2 separate regions of the Capra hircus genome follow, and region 2 is linked to region 1. Evidence: chromatin contacts called from public Hi-C data. All regions are on one chromosome and are shown on one strand. The core of a region is the stretch at or near the end of the contact, and the rest is flanking DNA. Distances in the headings are between cores, read along the strand shown. Region 1 overlaps ROR2 (tyrosine-protein kinase transmembrane receptor ROR2). Region 2 overlaps SYK (tyrosine-protein kinase SYK).

The links. A called contact is a pair of places that touch in the nucleus more often than the background predicts.
Region 2: a contact with region 1 is called in a Hi-C map of blood, with 3 times the contacts expected there. The contact joins two enhancer-like sites. A contact is called at or near these places in 2 of 5 Hi-C or Micro-C datasets (both in blood).

The regions. Positions count from the first base shown.
Region 1 is chr8:85,891,420-85,899,299 of ARS1.2, forward strand. It overlaps ROR2 (tyrosine-protein kinase transmembrane receptor ROR2), which reads left to right. Exons shown (of 10, transcript XM_018052509.1): 8 at 1,074-1,276; 9 at 2,653-3,325; 10 at 3,328-5,095. The coding sequence ends at 4,097. Among named protein-coding and RNA genes, the nearest start is that of ROR2, 240 kb to the left of the region's middle. Within about 2 kb of position 2,857, at least 1 of the 5 cell types and tissues checked has an H3K27ac peak or open chromatin away from gene starts, as enhancers often do.
Region 2 is chr8:86,750,079-86,757,958 of ARS1.2, forward strand. SYK (tyrosine-protein kinase SYK) reads right to left here. Exons shown (of 15, transcript XM_013966200.2): 15 at 6,700-7,880. Among named protein-coding and RNA genes, the nearest start is that of SYK, 110 kb to the right of the region's middle. Within about 2 kb of position 2,918, at least 3 of the 5 cell types and tissues checked have an H3K27ac peak or open chromatin away from gene starts, as enhancers often do.

The DNA of each region.
Region 1 (7,880 bases), core at 1,607-4,106:
CACATCACAGAGCAGAAGCCGTAACTCTCCCTGGGAGGGCAGCACCGAGGCGCTTCAACCTCGCGGCCCAACGCCCTCTGTGCTTTTCTGTGAATCCTGTAGGGGTAGACAGTGTGTTCCTCCTCACCGTAGAGGAAAACAGAGAGGAAAAAAAAAGAGAGAGAGAAAAAGAAAGAAAGAAAGAAAAACATCCTGAAGCCTCAGTGTTTGTACATCTTAACTGTTGTTTTTGAAGAATTTGTGCGCCTCTGCTGCATATTGTTGGGTTAGACCTGTTGGCTGCCAGAGCTCTTTTAAATCGTGTGCTTTTTTAATGATTGCCTTTTAAGAATATACATTCATTGTACAAACATGAGAAAAACCCTAAAATGTTGGATGAAGTCAAGGATCATTTCTAATCCCAATATCCAGCTCCTTTCACTGAGGATCGGCATGAAACTTGTGTTTCATCGAGTTTAGTCAACTCATCGAGTTTAGTCAACATGAAAAGGTCAGAGCACTATGCCCAGCAGGATCCAGGTTAGGAAGCAGCATGTTGGTGGTGATCGCTACTGTAAGACCTTTAGGGTCTGTTGTCTGTGCTCTGTATTCTGAATTGCTCTCCTGGCAGGGAGTTCTAGGTCATGCCTCACATGGTGTGCATTTTGGGGTACATAACGTCTTGCCTGGAAAATCCAGTGGATGGAGGAGCCTGGTGGGCTGCAGTCCATGGGGTCGCTAAGAGTCGGACACGACTGAGCAACTTCACTTTCACTGTTCACTTTCATGCTTTGGAGAAGGAAATGGCAACCCACTCCAGTGTTTTTGCCTGGAGAATCCCAGGGATGGGGGAGCCCAGTGGGCTGCCGTCTCTGGGGTCGCACAGAGTCAGACACAACTGAAGCGACTTGGCAGCAGCAGCAGCAGCAATGTTTTTCGAGGTTTGGGTTGTAATTTTGTCCCTTCATGCAGCTTACATAACTATCTACTCGTGCTTAAATATTTTAATTGGAGGTGGGAGTGGGCTGGTGGAGAATGCCGAGTTGAAAAGGAGGGTATTTTCAGAAAAACCATGGATGCCTTGCTGTTCACAGGTCCCCAGGACAGCAGCAGGATGGGAATTCTGTACATCTTGGTTCCAAGCATCGCCATTCCCCTTGTCATCGCGTGCCTTTTCTTCTTGGTCTGCATGTGCCGGAATAAACAGAAGGCTTCTGCCTCTACACCACAGCGGCGGCAGCTGATGGCCTCGCCCAGCCAGGATGTGGAAATGCCTCTTATCAACCAGCACAAGCAGGTCTCTGTGCCAGTATTTATTTAAAGAGGCTGCTCCCCCAGGCGTAACCTCTACCTGGAGATTGGTTACCCTCAGTACTCACTTTCTTAATTTGCTTGATTCACAACACATGATTATTTTAAACGGGCCTTCTTTTTGCCCTTTCTTCTCTAAAATATACTAGGACATTTGCTTCCTTAGGGGATATATGGCAGGTGAGTTTGGAATTCACAGTTTTGACTCGACAGAGACCTGCTCTATTATCACGGGCTGGGAATGAGCTTTCCTCATTCAGCAGTGCTTCAGCTGTCCCCTCAGGAGGACACACAAAAGAGGGGCTCAGATTGCCCCCACAACTCGAGGGTCGAATATGGCATTTTTAAGGAATGAAGGCCTGTTTTCTGGTCAGTTTGGGGTTGGGCTGACTTTGTTTTGTTTTTCAGGGAAGGACAGAGCAACAGTCTTATAGAGGTGGTAGTAGGGGCAGGTCACCCCTAACCTGAGTTCCTAGGATGGTGAGAACGAACTGAAATGTGTAGCACAGGAGAAGTTCTCCCCAAGCTCACCCAGCCTCAGTGAAGGGGCATTTACATTACTTGCAAGTTTGGGGGGAAAATCATTTCAATCTGGGCTTTGAAGTGGAGGAGGCTGGACTTATTCAGTTCTGTAGCCAGGCATCACTGAATTTGCAAGGGGTGGCAGGGTGGAAGGGGGTTTAGCAGGTGAGGACACAGATTCCCCTGGGATCAGACAGCCTCTGAGGACAGGGCTGGGCACACAGAAGGGGCAGGAAGTTGTAGAGGCTGAGAGATGCAAGACTCGAATCAATTTCACCAGTGTGGTGCGTCTGTCACGTGGTATCTAATGAAGAGTCTGGTCAAGAGGAAGCAGCAAGACAGGCCCTTTGAGGTTCATCTGGAAAGCAGCTGGCCTGGACTCTAAAAATGACTCAGATCGTGGGAAGCACACCTCAGGGTTCAAGAGAAATAGACATCAGGGCCTTGCTGACCAGCAGAGGCAGCTGGGCCTATTGGTGGGCACATAGCAGGGAGCAGCAGCAGAGGCCCTCAGTGGGGGACACGGCTGGGAGGGTGGTGTCCTGGGACAGCTGGAGCTCAGTGTGCACACACCCACCCTCACCCACACACTTTGCAATGCTTTCTTGGGGTGGCGGCATTGTTTGCAGCCTGGTTGGGACCATTTGAAGGTTTCAGGCAGTCCCGTGGCATTGAAGCACATTTAAGAGCAGAGAGCAGTGTGTGATGCAGACTAAAACTGAGCCTGGTGGGGCTAGGGAGTGGCTCTAGGAGCCCCCACCCGACCCCTTCTCCAGCTGTCTGGCTCTGCCTTCTGGTGTCTTGGCAGAAATGTTTCACTGGGGCTTTTCTTCTTGGCAGGCCAAACTCAAGGAGATCAGCTTGTCCACCGTGAGGTTCATGGAGGAGCTTGGGGAGGGCCGGTTCGGGAAGGTCTACAAAGGCCATCTGTTTGGCCCGGCGCCGGGTGAGCAGACCCAGGCCGTGGCCATCAAGACGCTGAAGGACAAAGCGGAGGGTCCGCTCCGGGAGGAGTTCCGGCACGAGGCCCTGCTGCGGGCGCGGCTGCAGCACCCCAACATCGTCTGCCTGCTGGGCGTGGTGACCAAGGACCAACCCCTGAGCATGATCTTCAGCTATTGCCCACACGGTGACCTGCACGAGTTCCTGGTCATGCGCTCGCCGCATTCGGACGTGGGCAGCACGGACGACGACCGCACGGTGAAGTCCGCCCTGGAGCCCCCAGACTTCGTGCATGTGGTGGCGCAGATCGCCGCGGGCATGGAGTACCTGTCCAGCCACCACGTGGTCCACAAAGACCTGGCCACCCGCAATGTCCTGGTGTATGACAAGCTGACCGTGAAGATCTCGGACTTGGGGCTCTTCCGCGAAGTGTACTCGGCAGACTACTACAAGCTGACGGGCAGCGCGCTGCTCCCCATCCGCTGGATGTCCCCCGAGGCCATCATGTACGGCAAGTTTTCAGTGGACTCGGACATCTGGTCCTACGGTGTGGTCCTGTGGGAGGTGTTCAGCTAGGCCTGCAGCCGTACTGTGGCCACTCCAACCAGGACGTGGTGGAGATGGTCCGGAGCCGGCAGGTGCTGCCCTGCCCGGACGACTGCCCCGCCTGGGTGTATGCGCTGATGATCGAGTGCTGGCACGAGTTCCCTAGCCGCCGGCCCCGCTTCAAGGACATCCACAGCCGCCTGCGTGCCTGGGGCAACCTGTCCACCTACAACAGTTCGGCCCAGACCTCGGGCGCCAGCAACGCCACACAAACCAGCTCGCTGAGCACCAGCCCGGTCAGCAACGTCAGCAACGCCCGCTACGGGGGACCCAAGCAGAAGGCCCAGCCCTTCCCGCAGCCCCAGTTCATCCCCATGAAGGGCCAGATCAGACCCATGGTGCCCCCTCCCCAGCTCTACATCCCGGTCAATGGGTACCAGCCGGTGCCGGCCTATGGGGCCTACCTGCCCAACTTTTACCCGGTCCAGATCCCAATGCAGATGGCCCCGCAGCAGGTGCCCGCCCAGATGGTCCCCAAGCCCGGCTCCCATCACAGCGGCAGCGGCTCCACCAGCACGGGGTATGTCACCACCGCACCTTCCAATACGTCGGTGGCGGACAGGGCAGCCCTGCTCTCAGAGGGCACTGAGGATGCGCAGAATGTCCCGGAAGACGTGGCCCAGAGCCCGGTGCAGGAAGCGGAGGAGGAGGAGGATGGCTCGGTCCCTGAGACCGAGCTGCTGGGAGACAACGACACTCTGCAGATGGGCGAGGCTGAGGTCCAGCTGGAAGCCTGAGGGCCATGGGGCCATCGGGCACTGAGTGGACGGACACGAGCCTTGGGTGGAGGGCAGCCTCCCTGTGCCAAGTCCTCCTCTGCAGTCCTCTTGTGCACAGAGCCATGCTGTGCCCACCTGTTTGGTTGGAGGGTCTTTTGGCCAATGGCTTCTGACCAGGTGAGGGTAGTAACCCAGCAGGACACGTGGTGACTCCCCGTGCCACCTACATTTCCCTGGAGGTCGACATCAGTGAGCAGTGCTTGTGCTTTGAAGGAAATTAGGTAACATCTTCTCTCCGTATTTGGATTGAGTATGTCCAAACATTGGGAAAAAGCGGCCTGCGACAAGTTGGGACCTTGGGATTTGTGATGCCCAGTGGCTGGGCTGCAGGCTGAGGATGGAGGAGGCTGCTTTTCTCTCTGCTGCCCCTCACCTGCCAGTAACAGTCTCCCCTCACCCACCAAAGATGAATGGGAACAAGAAGTGGCCACCTGTCAGGGTCTGATGAGGAAGGGGCTCCTGGAATGGGAGTTCTGTATTGAAACGTTATGTGCCTTAAAAGAAACCCACATGATTTTGTATTCTTGTGAAATAATTTTTTAATTATCCTGCATGTGTATTTTGCCCAGTTTTCTGGAATTCAAGGGAAAATGTTTTGGGGCCTTGGAATGTTACAAAGGAGGCAACATTGTACAGAGCACATTATTGTTATTATTTTTTTTTTAGAATCCTGTACAGACCTTAAATGTAATTTATATGGTTTTTGTATGCCGTTTTCATTGAAGTATTTTGAGCTTAAAATAATGACTTCGTAATTTAACTGTTTACGTTACCCACGTTGGGATACCACCTGATTGTATTCTGGTTTGCTTGTGTTTGTATATGTAAGCGAGGTCCGTTCATTTCAGAGCTCCTGTGACAGAAGGCCCACAAGTACATTGCATCTGACACACGGGATAGAGTTCACTTGTAACTCCCACACCTGGTGTACCCAATAAAACGAAAGAGAAGGTTCAGTCGGCTCTGCAGGTCATGAGGATGTGAGACAGTGGGGGTTGCTGGATGATGGAGACGCCGAATGGTAATGATTTGGGCTGTGGTTGGGGCTTGTCCGGGAGCAACAACTTCATTTGAACGTGAATATATTATACGTTGGCAGATAAATGGTGGGAACAGGTTGCATTGCTTTTCTTGGTAAAGTCTGTAGCAGGGAGTAACTGCAGATGAGGTGAAGATGGTTTGGGGTTTTAAACCTCTCTCTTCCTGAGGTCCCAAAGCCCCTGCCATCTTTAGACCTGGAGTCTGGCGCTTCCCAAGGCCTGGAGCAGGGCTGGAGGGAGAGACAGTGAAGGAGACTAGGCCTCCTTCACCACCTGCCCGAAGCTGCCTGCATTCCATGGTTGGTTAGCAGTGCAGCCAGCCGAGTTCCGGTATACCTGGACCAGGGTACACCTGTGGGGTCAGTGGCTCCAGTCAGGGGAGGGGTTGGATGAGGCCTGGAGATGCTTCTGCTGGCCAGCTAATGGCCCCTGCTGCCCCTCTCCCCTTTACCCTGGCACGGCCTGGGTGGTTTTCCATGTTTAATGGAATGGGTCCACAACCCTGGGTTAGGCAAGGCTCAGCTAGGAATTCACTTCACATCCATAAGCAGTGGCCCTTTATCATACATCAGGACATCTGATGGAGCTTGTCATCTGATGGAGCTTGTTACAAAACAAGCACTGGCCTACTTGCTCCCAGGCAAGTCTGGGTGGGGCCAAGAAAGTGCATTTCTAACAAGGGTCCAAAGGGTCCTGAGGCTGAAAGCCCCTTAAGTACAGCACCTTGGGTCTCCCTGGCTCTCTGGCACCTCAGGCCATCGTGTACACCCCTTGCTCCTCTCTGTTAGCATGATGCTGCTGAGGAATATAGCCACGCACACAAACAAATAACATGTCTGAGTGTACATCCTGTGAATGTCTGGGAGCCCCCTGGAGCCTCTCTCCTGGCCAGTGTGTTCTGGATTGCATATTAAAAGAACTCAAGGCTACAGGGGGCTACTTCTCATTTCCACTGATGTGAAAGAGGAACTTCAGTTTATCTCTAATTTGGTACACCTGATGGTTTAACTGTTCGGTTGAGACCTAAGAGTGAAAAATGGGAAATAGCCCTTTGGCTGCCCTGTCCGCAGACCTAGCCAGGGAGGCAAGCGGCTGCTTCAGTTTCCCGTCACTCAGCTCCCAGACTTAAAGGCGGTGCTCGGGGCCATGGCCAGGACCGCAGAGTGAGCAGCCAAGATTCTGCAGAAAGACACTTGGAGGGTTTTTTGGCAGAGTGGGGGAGGTTTTGATCTGGGGGATTTTTTGGCTCGAAATAAAATTTGTTTGTTACTGCATCTTTAGGAAGGTTACTGAGTTTTTACAGTTGGTGCAGCTGAACGAAAGTGACTTAATTGGGATGTTCCAGAACAGATTTTAGAGCTAAGCTGCATAATTCAGATATATGTCACTCGTATTGTCACACCCAGCCCCATGCCCACAAGAGGGAGATTTCCACACCAAATGAGTAAGGTCACGTAAGTGTTCAGTTCAGTTCAGTCGCTCAGTCATGTCCAACTCTTTGCGACGCCATGAATTGCAGCACACCAGGCCTCCCAGAGTTCACTCCCAGGGTTCACTCAAACTCATGTCCATTGAGTCAGAGATGCCATCCAGCCATCTCATCCTCTGTCATCCCCTTCTCCTCCTGCCCCCAATCCCTCCCAGGATCAGGGTTTTTTCCAGTGAGTCAACTTCAAATCAGGTGGCCAAAGTATTGGAGTTTCAGCTTCAGCATCAGTCCTTCCAATGAACACCCAGGACTGATCTCTTTTAGGATGGACTGGTTGGATCTCCTTGCAGTCAAGGGACTCAAGAGTCTTCTCCAACACCAAGCCATCCATACAAAGCCACAATTACTTTGTACATGCATTTTTTTTTTTTTTTTGGTATACAGTACTTGTTGAAACAGTCTGTCAGAGCAATGGCTAACTTTTCTGTGCTACTTTTAGGGTGTTTCACTCAATGTTATAGTTATATAACTCTTCCCACTAAATCAAGACAAACCTCTTGGGTCTCTGAACAGGGAAACACTTGTTTAAAAGTGTTTGCTTTGGAAGAATTCCGCCTCTCAGTTCAGTATTGATAGCTATTTTCAGACAGTTTATGACTTTCTGATGGGAACTTTGAAAATCTTTTTTAAGATGAACTTTTCAGGAGAAGGCTGTATCAAAGCAAACTTGCATCAGACGACTAGCTTGATACCTAGCCGCTGGAAATCAGTGTGGGCTTTCCAGGTCAGAACTGTTTGCACCCTCACCTCCTGTTTTTCCTTCATCAGTCCCTAAAATCATAGTAGACACTACTACTGGAGTCTGTAGTAGTAGAAACTTGAGTAGAGACTTTAGCGGAGTAGAGACTTGAGTGGAGACTTTAGTCCCTAAAGTAGTAGAGACTATAAGTGTTCCTTGGCCTAGGACTTAATGGGTGCTCAGAAATTAGCTTTTGAAATAAGAGCAATGCTTTATTTTCGTGGAGGACACCTGAATTTAGACTACCTGACACCCTCACTGAGAAGAACATGAGCCTGACTGTCAGACCTATTTCTTTCTCAGTTTTATTTCATTCATTTAGTTATTCAATAGCAAAAACAAATAGCTAATATTGTAGCTACAGCTAGTTCCTGTAGTTCAGAGTTACAGTGGAAATTTCCTTTCCCATCCCCAGCTACCCCCTCACCAAGTAATGACTACTGTTGGTTCATTGTGGATTCTGTCAGTTTTTT
Region 2 (7,880 bases), core at 1,668-4,167, 860 kb after region 1:
GGATGAGTGGTCTTTGTTTTCTCTCCTGGTGAAGTCTCTAAGAATCAACAGTGGCTTGGTGCTTCAACCGAGGCCGAGGAAGGGTCCTTGCCCCTGTTAGCCATGCAGGGAGTTGTCTTTGAGACAACCTGGGCCATGGCTAGCTTCCAAGTGCCATGCATGCCCACTCTGCCAGTGGGCTGGTTCCTCAGGGGCAGGGAGACAAGGAGTCACAGCAAAAGCCTAAGTTCCACTGAGGATGCACCTGCAGGTGTGGAAAGGATGCCACCTGCTCTCAGTAGACCTGCCTCTCTCCTGACATGGGGCTCCCCAGCACACCACCCTCTCACTGCAGAGCAGCAGGCGAGTCTCTGCAGTGCAGACAAAGCAGCCTTTCTTGTGCACTGAGACATTAGGCTCTTAGAAAGATATCAGTAATAGTGCCCTTGGTCCATGCTGCCAAGTGGGGGAAACCAGTTCTGCACACTGAGAACTGAAGTGGGGAAAGCAGTGATCAGGTTGTTAACAATAAACAGTTATTTTTATGTTGAGAAGAGTATTAAAAGGACAAGAAAGTCTGCATATGACCCTGCAATCCCACTCCTGGACACATATCCAGAGAAAAACACGATCCGAAAGGATACATACATCTCAGCATTCATTTCAGCACGATTTATAATAGCCCAAACATGGAAGCAACCTAAATGCTCATCAACAGAGGAATGGATAAAGTAGATGTGGTACATACATTCAATGAAATATTACTCAGCCACTAAAAAGAATGAAATAATGCCATTTTCAGCAACATCGATGGACCTAGAGATTGTCAAACTGAGTGAAGAAAGTCAGAGAAGGAGAAATAGCATATGTCATCCCTTATATGTGGAATCTAAAAAGAAATGATACAAACAAATTTATTTACAAAGCAAAAACAGACTCATAGATTTAGAGGACAAACTTACAATTGCCAGGGGGAAGGATGTGGGGAAGGGATAGTTAGGGAGTCTGGGATCCATGCATATACACTGCTATCTTAAAATGGATAACCAGCAAGGACCTACTATATACCACAGGGAACTCTGCTCAATGTTATATAGCAGCCTGGATGAGAGGAGTGTTTGGGAGAGAATGAATACATATATGTGTATAGCTGAGTCCCTTTGCTGTCCACCGAAACAATCACAACATTGTTATTCAGCTATGTTCCAATAAAAAGTGAAAAGTTTTTTTTTTTTTTTAAGTACAAACAGATCTGAAAAAGAAGAAAAAATATGAACACCTGTTTGACACAGCTTCACACACACACAGAGAATCCCTGGGGAACATTACAACAGAATACAGGCCCCATGAGCCAATTTTCGACCCTGTGTTTTCAGATTATGACATCCAGAAGCGGAGTTTTGGAGTAGAAGGAACTCACTGGCACTTTAAGGCAAACCCTCACCTTAAATGAGAACGCAGATGGGGGACATGATGACTTCAGTTCACTGCAGTCGCTCAGTCGTGTCTGACTCTTTGCAACCCCCTGAATCGCAGCACGCCAGGCTTCCCTGTCCATCACCAACTCCCGGAGTTCACGCAGACTCACATCCATCGAGTCAGTGATGCCATCCAGCCATCTCATCCTCGGTCGTCCCCTTCTCCTCCTGCCCCCACTCCCTCCCAGTGCCTAAGAATGAGGCACAGGAAAGATACAGAAAAATCTCATTGCAGGACATTCAGGAATGGACATCATACTGACTTGAAGAGAAGGAACGTTCCAGACTGAACAAATGTCTGAATGTTCTGATTGCAGAGGAAATCATTTGCCATGGCTGTCTGCGCTGTGCTGTGCTTTAGCTGGGCAGCCCTTTTCTTTGGAGTGATCACCTCCACTCAGTTCTGTCTGTCTCGGAAGCTTGGCTTCATCTCTGAGCCGAGTGGAGTCTGCTCAGGTTCTGATGTCCTGATGCAGATTCTGTATTTAGGTCACCTTCTTTCTGTCTGGTTTTCCTACCGTGTACATACTCGCTTGAGGTAAAAGGTAGAGATAAGTGGGTTTGGCTTCATCAAGCATCCTGTTTTTTTTTTCTTCAGGGTTGAATGTTGACAGAAGCAAGAAGAGGAGGGGGGAGGTGGTGGGCTGGGGGCTTATTGGGCAGCTCATGTGCCTCAGTTCTGGCGGGTGCTTGGGGGGCAGCACACTGCTATGTAAGGTTGCTCACTTGGGCACCTGGGCAGGCAGAAAGCTCCCAGGCCTCCCTGGGAACGCATCCAGTGCCCAGAGATTGTGCTCTCCAGGGTGCCTTCAGGATGAGAGGAGATGCCACTCCTGATGTTCTCTAAGCATCACCGGGTACATCACGGAATCAAAAACCCACTTCCTGCGCAGAGAATGCATGTAACTCGCCTACTCTGGTGAAAATCATTTTCTTTCTGGCCCAAGTCCCCTTACCAAAATGGTTTTCTTGATCAACGATCTTTCCTTCCTTTCCTTACCTGCTCGCTGCCTACGAGGCTGACGCCTCTACCCTGCGCCCATGTCAGGGAAGAAGGGACTCGAGCAGCTGTTCACAGGCCATGAGTATTTACAGCGTCGTCTTCCAAACAGCTTTGACAGCCTTGGTGGTTTATAGAAAATTCATGATGTCATTACTTCATATGTGCCATGGAGAATAAACAGCAACTAGACACTGGCTCTTTACTTTTATGAATGAGGAAGAGTTGTTTGTGAACAATGTTCATTTTCCACTCACTGTTCCACAGCTGAATGGTAGTCATGGAAAACTGAGTCATTCAAAGACCTCAGAGATTGCAAAGGCATCAAGTCTCATGACTCATGGCTTTGGTGAAATAACGCCTAGCTAAAAAAATAGCTCCTGGAAATGGCCTCAGTTGAGTGGCATGTGGGCTGAGAGCATCGCTTAGTCAGCGAATATCCCATAGGAGGGTGGTGACTGGCAGTGCCAGGCTGGTGAGATCACCAGTTCAAACAGGCTCAGACGGGCCGAATCACAGCTCAGGATGTGCTGGCTACCCAGGTGAATGCTTGCTGGACTTGGTGGTAGTGGCTCTGGGAATATGCTCTTTCTTTCTTTCATTTTGTAGCCACACTGTGTGGCACGTGGAATCTTAGTTCCCTGACCAGGGGTTGAACCTGTTTCTCCTGCAGTGCAAGTGAGGAGTCTTAATCCCTGGAGTGCTAGGAAAGTCCACGTTCTTTCTTAATGTAGGTTAATGTTGTAAAACTAAAAAATAATAAGTGGTCTTAAAAAGAGTCCTATGTGACGAAACATCAAGTTATATGCCCGGTGCCCTCCTTCTGTATGAAAATGCCATCGTTTGATTTCTTTTTCTTCGAAGGAAAGAGTGATTATATATGTCCTGGCATTGTGTGTGTGTGAATGAGAGAGAGAGAGAATATGGTGTGTAAATAACCCACATTTGAGGACAGGACGGGGCTAGTTTTTCAGCAATAAATACATGATAACTGCTTCCTTGAGCTTCCCTGGTGGTCAGTGGTAAAGAATCCGCCTGCCAATGCAGTAGGCATGGGTTCATTCCTTGGGTCAGGAAGATCCCCTGGAGAAAGTCATGGCAACCCACTCCAGTATTCTTGCCTTGGAGAAACCCATGGACAGAGGCGTCGAGGGGGCTACAGTTCATAGGGTCACACAAGAGTAGGACACGACTTAACAATTAGACAACAGCTCCCTTGGCTGATTTCAGGGACAGAATCACCTTCCCACAAACACACTGCATCTGCTGTTGAGACCCCGCCCTCCTGCGTGTTAACTGTGATGTTTCCCAGACTGTGAGGAGCACCAGCTCCATCTTGCTAGTAGTCTTGAGCACAATGGTGGCTCTATGGTCAAAGAAGTCAGGAAAATGATGAGCTAGAAAAAATGTGTGAAAAGGTCTTTGCTGCACTATTCCTTGAACCTTGGGCTAAGGGGACACTGGGATTCTTATGTGGAAATGCTCTCAGCCATGCTATTTCGCCAGGGAACTGCTGGGTGCACAGCACGGCTCTGTCTCCAGACTCACATTTGGAGGGAAGACACTTGTGAGCTGTTTATCGGGCTTCTCTTTGGGTGATGGCAGGGAGAAGGAGAAGGGGTAGGGCTTGGGTGCCTGAGTGCACTTTGCCTTTGCTGGGCTTCCAATGCCTGAGAAAGGTCACGATTCAAGAGGACTGGCTTTCCCTGAGGGTGGGGATGAAGTCCATCCTGAGGCCACAAGCCAATGTCCAGAAGGAAGCAATTACTGCCTAAAGTGGGAAATGCCGGCATCGTTTGTCCTGAATTAAGATCTCATTCTGGCGCTTTCAGTTATTTTTATTTTTCTGAAAATCAGCTGTATGTTTCAGAAGCTGGGAGCCACTGCCACTCCTGGTCTTGAATGAAATGAAGTTGCTCAGTCGTGTCCGACTCTTTGCAATCCCTTGGACAGTAGCTTACCAGGCTCTGCCGTCCATGGGATTTTCCAGGCAAGAATACTGGAGTGGGCTGCCATTTCCTTCTCCAGGGGATCTTTCCAACACAGGGATCGAACCCCCGTCTCCTGCATTGCAGACAGATCCTTTACCATCTGAGCTTAGGTGTCTACAAATTGGTGGGCAGTTCAGGATCACATGAGGAGTTGTCATTTCCTTGTATTAGGTGGTCACTGGGTATGTTTCTTTATAGTAATCACAGGACTTTCCATAAAGGGGGTTACTTCTCAGGCTCCTCAGTTTGGCCTGTGTGGGTGCAACGGGGAAAATGCCTTCTCTTTCTCAAGTAGACAATTTCAATGGAACTACTGAGTGGACAAGAAGTTGCCCCAGCTTACAGGAAGGTGGCTGTTCTCTGCTAACCCCTTTCCCTTGGGCCCCAGCAACTCTCATCCTAAATGCAGCTCGGGACAGACAAAGTCTAGCAGGTGCTTTTTTTGAAGTGAGAAAGTGTTTATTAACTGGTTTTGAAGTCCCTTCCTGCCTTTGGAAAGTCAAGCCACGGGTCTTAAAATCTCTCTCAGCCCAAGCTCAGTTTGGTGGTAAAGCCACTTCACGTCACCGTTTCCAGTGGTCACAAACATGTGATTGCTCGGGTTCTGCTCCCTCACAGTGATCACAAATGGGATTGCTAGTTTTCTGCTCCCTCCCTGAGGTTGAAGAAGTCATTTCCTGTGCCATCACTCAGCGCCACCTGCTGGCCTGCAGAATTCCCACAGGTCAGGTGCTGTGGTGACCGGGGCATTTTTAGAATATGTAGCCCCGCCTCCCCCCCCCCCCCCCCAATCCCGCCTCTGCGCCTGGCATTTACGTGTGCCAGGGCAGTCAGTGGGTAACCCTCAGCTGCACTTTTGCACATCAGGAGGCTGAGTTTGTATGACTCCCCCAAGGTTAGTGCTGGAGACCACCTGTTATGCTCTGCTTCGGGGGCAACCCGCCAAGAGGCTGTTTGGCGGTCTGTGTTGTTCCTGTCCTGGGGCCGTCCTGATCTCAGGGCCCACCAAGGGAGAGTGAGGCCAGTCAACCCAGGTCTCTTTCAAACCTCTGCCTGCCAGGAGCCGGGGAAATTCTAGTGGAGCTGGAGGGAGGCTGGCAGCCAGGAGAGACCCTGGTACTTGACCCTGGCATAGAGCAGGTAGAAGAAAGATGACAGGGCCACCACTGTATCTCCCACGGCAGGACGTCTGCCTTACACTTGTGCTGAATTCCAATGAAGTGGTCGTTTGCAATAAGGTTCAGTATATATGTATGGCATGTGTGTTTATGAGGTATGTTACGTGCAAGGTATGTGTCTATGTGATGTCCATGCATGTGTGTCTAACCTCCTTTAAAACAGGGAATGGGGGCTCTGGCTTTCTTTCCTTGTCGCCTTCAGTACTCCCTAAGCTATGTGTACAGAGAAAGGGAAAGTTCGAACCCACAGCCCTGCTCTGGCCCCTTTTGGGATTTCTGTCTTGTCGGCCCACATCCCATTAGGGTACATTGTGAACTGCAAGGCTCTTGCTGGGCAAACCCCTGCCTGTGAACAGAGGAGCTCCGTGGCTCAGGGCCCTCATCAATAGGCCTTTACCTTCTGTGCATGGCAGAAACTTCCAGATCCATTCCCACCAGCCTGCAAACATCCACCATTTTAGACCGTGGCTGGGGACTTATTGTTTTTAAACACACTGCACACTGGACATGCTGTTTGACACAATGTATTTGACAGTATACCTATCCTATTTTGGGCTTCCCAGGTGGTGCTAGTGGTAAAGAACCCACTGTTCAATGAAGGAGGTGTAAGAGACACAGGTTTGACCCCTGGATTGGGAAGATGCCCTGGAGGAGGAAATGGCAATCCACTCCAGTATTCTTGCCTGGGGAATCCCACCGACAGAGAAGCCTGGCGGGCTACAGTCCCTGGGTCACAAAGAGTCGGACATGACTGAGTGACCGAGCACACCTATCATATTTTAATTACATCCATGCAACTCATCACAAAGCTCATTTAAATGTTTTATTAAAAATTACAGTTGAAAAAAAGTCCAGTGACAAAAGATTGCTCTTCCGAGATGAATGGAGAATACAACACCAGATTAACTGGTCAATTGTGCTCCTTGGGAGGCTGGAGGCCTGACAACCCAGCAGTCTGTCCCACATGTGAAAAGCCGGGTGGGGTTCTGCAGTCATTGGTTGGGGGTAAATGTGAAGTCACCATCCAGTGGCAAAGGCAGGGCTGATACCAGCAATTGCAGGGAAAGAACAGGTTCAAACAAAAAGCATTTATTACTTTAACCACAGAATGAATTATGTTTCTGTTACAAAAACTTTTGGTCCCACTGAGGAACAAGGTGTTTGTGGCATCATCAGACAACAGATGCTGGCCAGGGCAATGTATCCATCATACTGTCCTTTTGTTCCTGTTAAACATGGACTGAAAGGCACATGGAACTGAAGGCACACGGACTGAGCCCAGATCAGGGTAAAGACGCGCTTAGAAGCATCAGAAGGGCAGCATGCATGTGAAAGCCCAGCCCAGGCCAGTTGCCCCAGAGGAAGTCCTAACCTTCCAAATTTTGCTCATTTACATCACAAATCCCTCTTCTACAAGGTTGCCTTTCCCTGTGTCCCTTCCTCTGTGACCCCTCGGGGAAAGGAGAGTTATCCATAATACGGGACACAGTTTTCCCTAGACGTGGACACTGGCCACAGGGGGAATTCTACACTCAGGTCTCTCTCCACTGGGGGCGAAGCAGAGGACAGCGTGGGAGGGGGAAGCGCTGGCTGCCGCCCAGGCTGGGTTTCTCTTGCCCGCTAGCATTCTAGATGCTCTTCCTCCCCTGAGTCCGGGGAGGGGTGAGGAGATGCTAGGCAGCGGACAATCCCACCGGAAGGATGGAAAGAGCTCTGCACACTCACTACATGCACCCCCCTTATTCCTGTATGCATGCAGCCTCAGCTACAGACACACTCTAGGGCTGAAGAAGGACCCCGGGAGTCCAGCAGTGTGTATGGATGGCCTCTTTCTTAGATGCCATCCTCGCTTTATCCAGATCTTCCTCTGATAACTCTACACAGCCTGACCACAGAGATGGAGTCACTAATCTTTATAATTTCAGTGTGCTGTGCACTGAGTATCTGCTCAGCACACAGGGATCCTCTCTTTAACACAGGGAATAAACCACGAGGGGGCACGATTCCAAAAAGCAGGGGTAGGTTCTGAAAGTTTCTTAACACAAGTTCCACCAGGGGACTCATGTCTTTGCCTGGCTAAGCTGGGGTGCTGACCGCTGCCTTTCTCTGTCCCCAGCTCCCCTGTCAGGAGGGGGGCCTCCTCCTCTGGCCATCAGCTGGATGTAGATGCAACTGATGATGAGATGCTCTGAGTTTATGTGTCTTGACAGACCTAACTAAGAAGGATGGTCAATTAACACCTACCTTCAAGGGC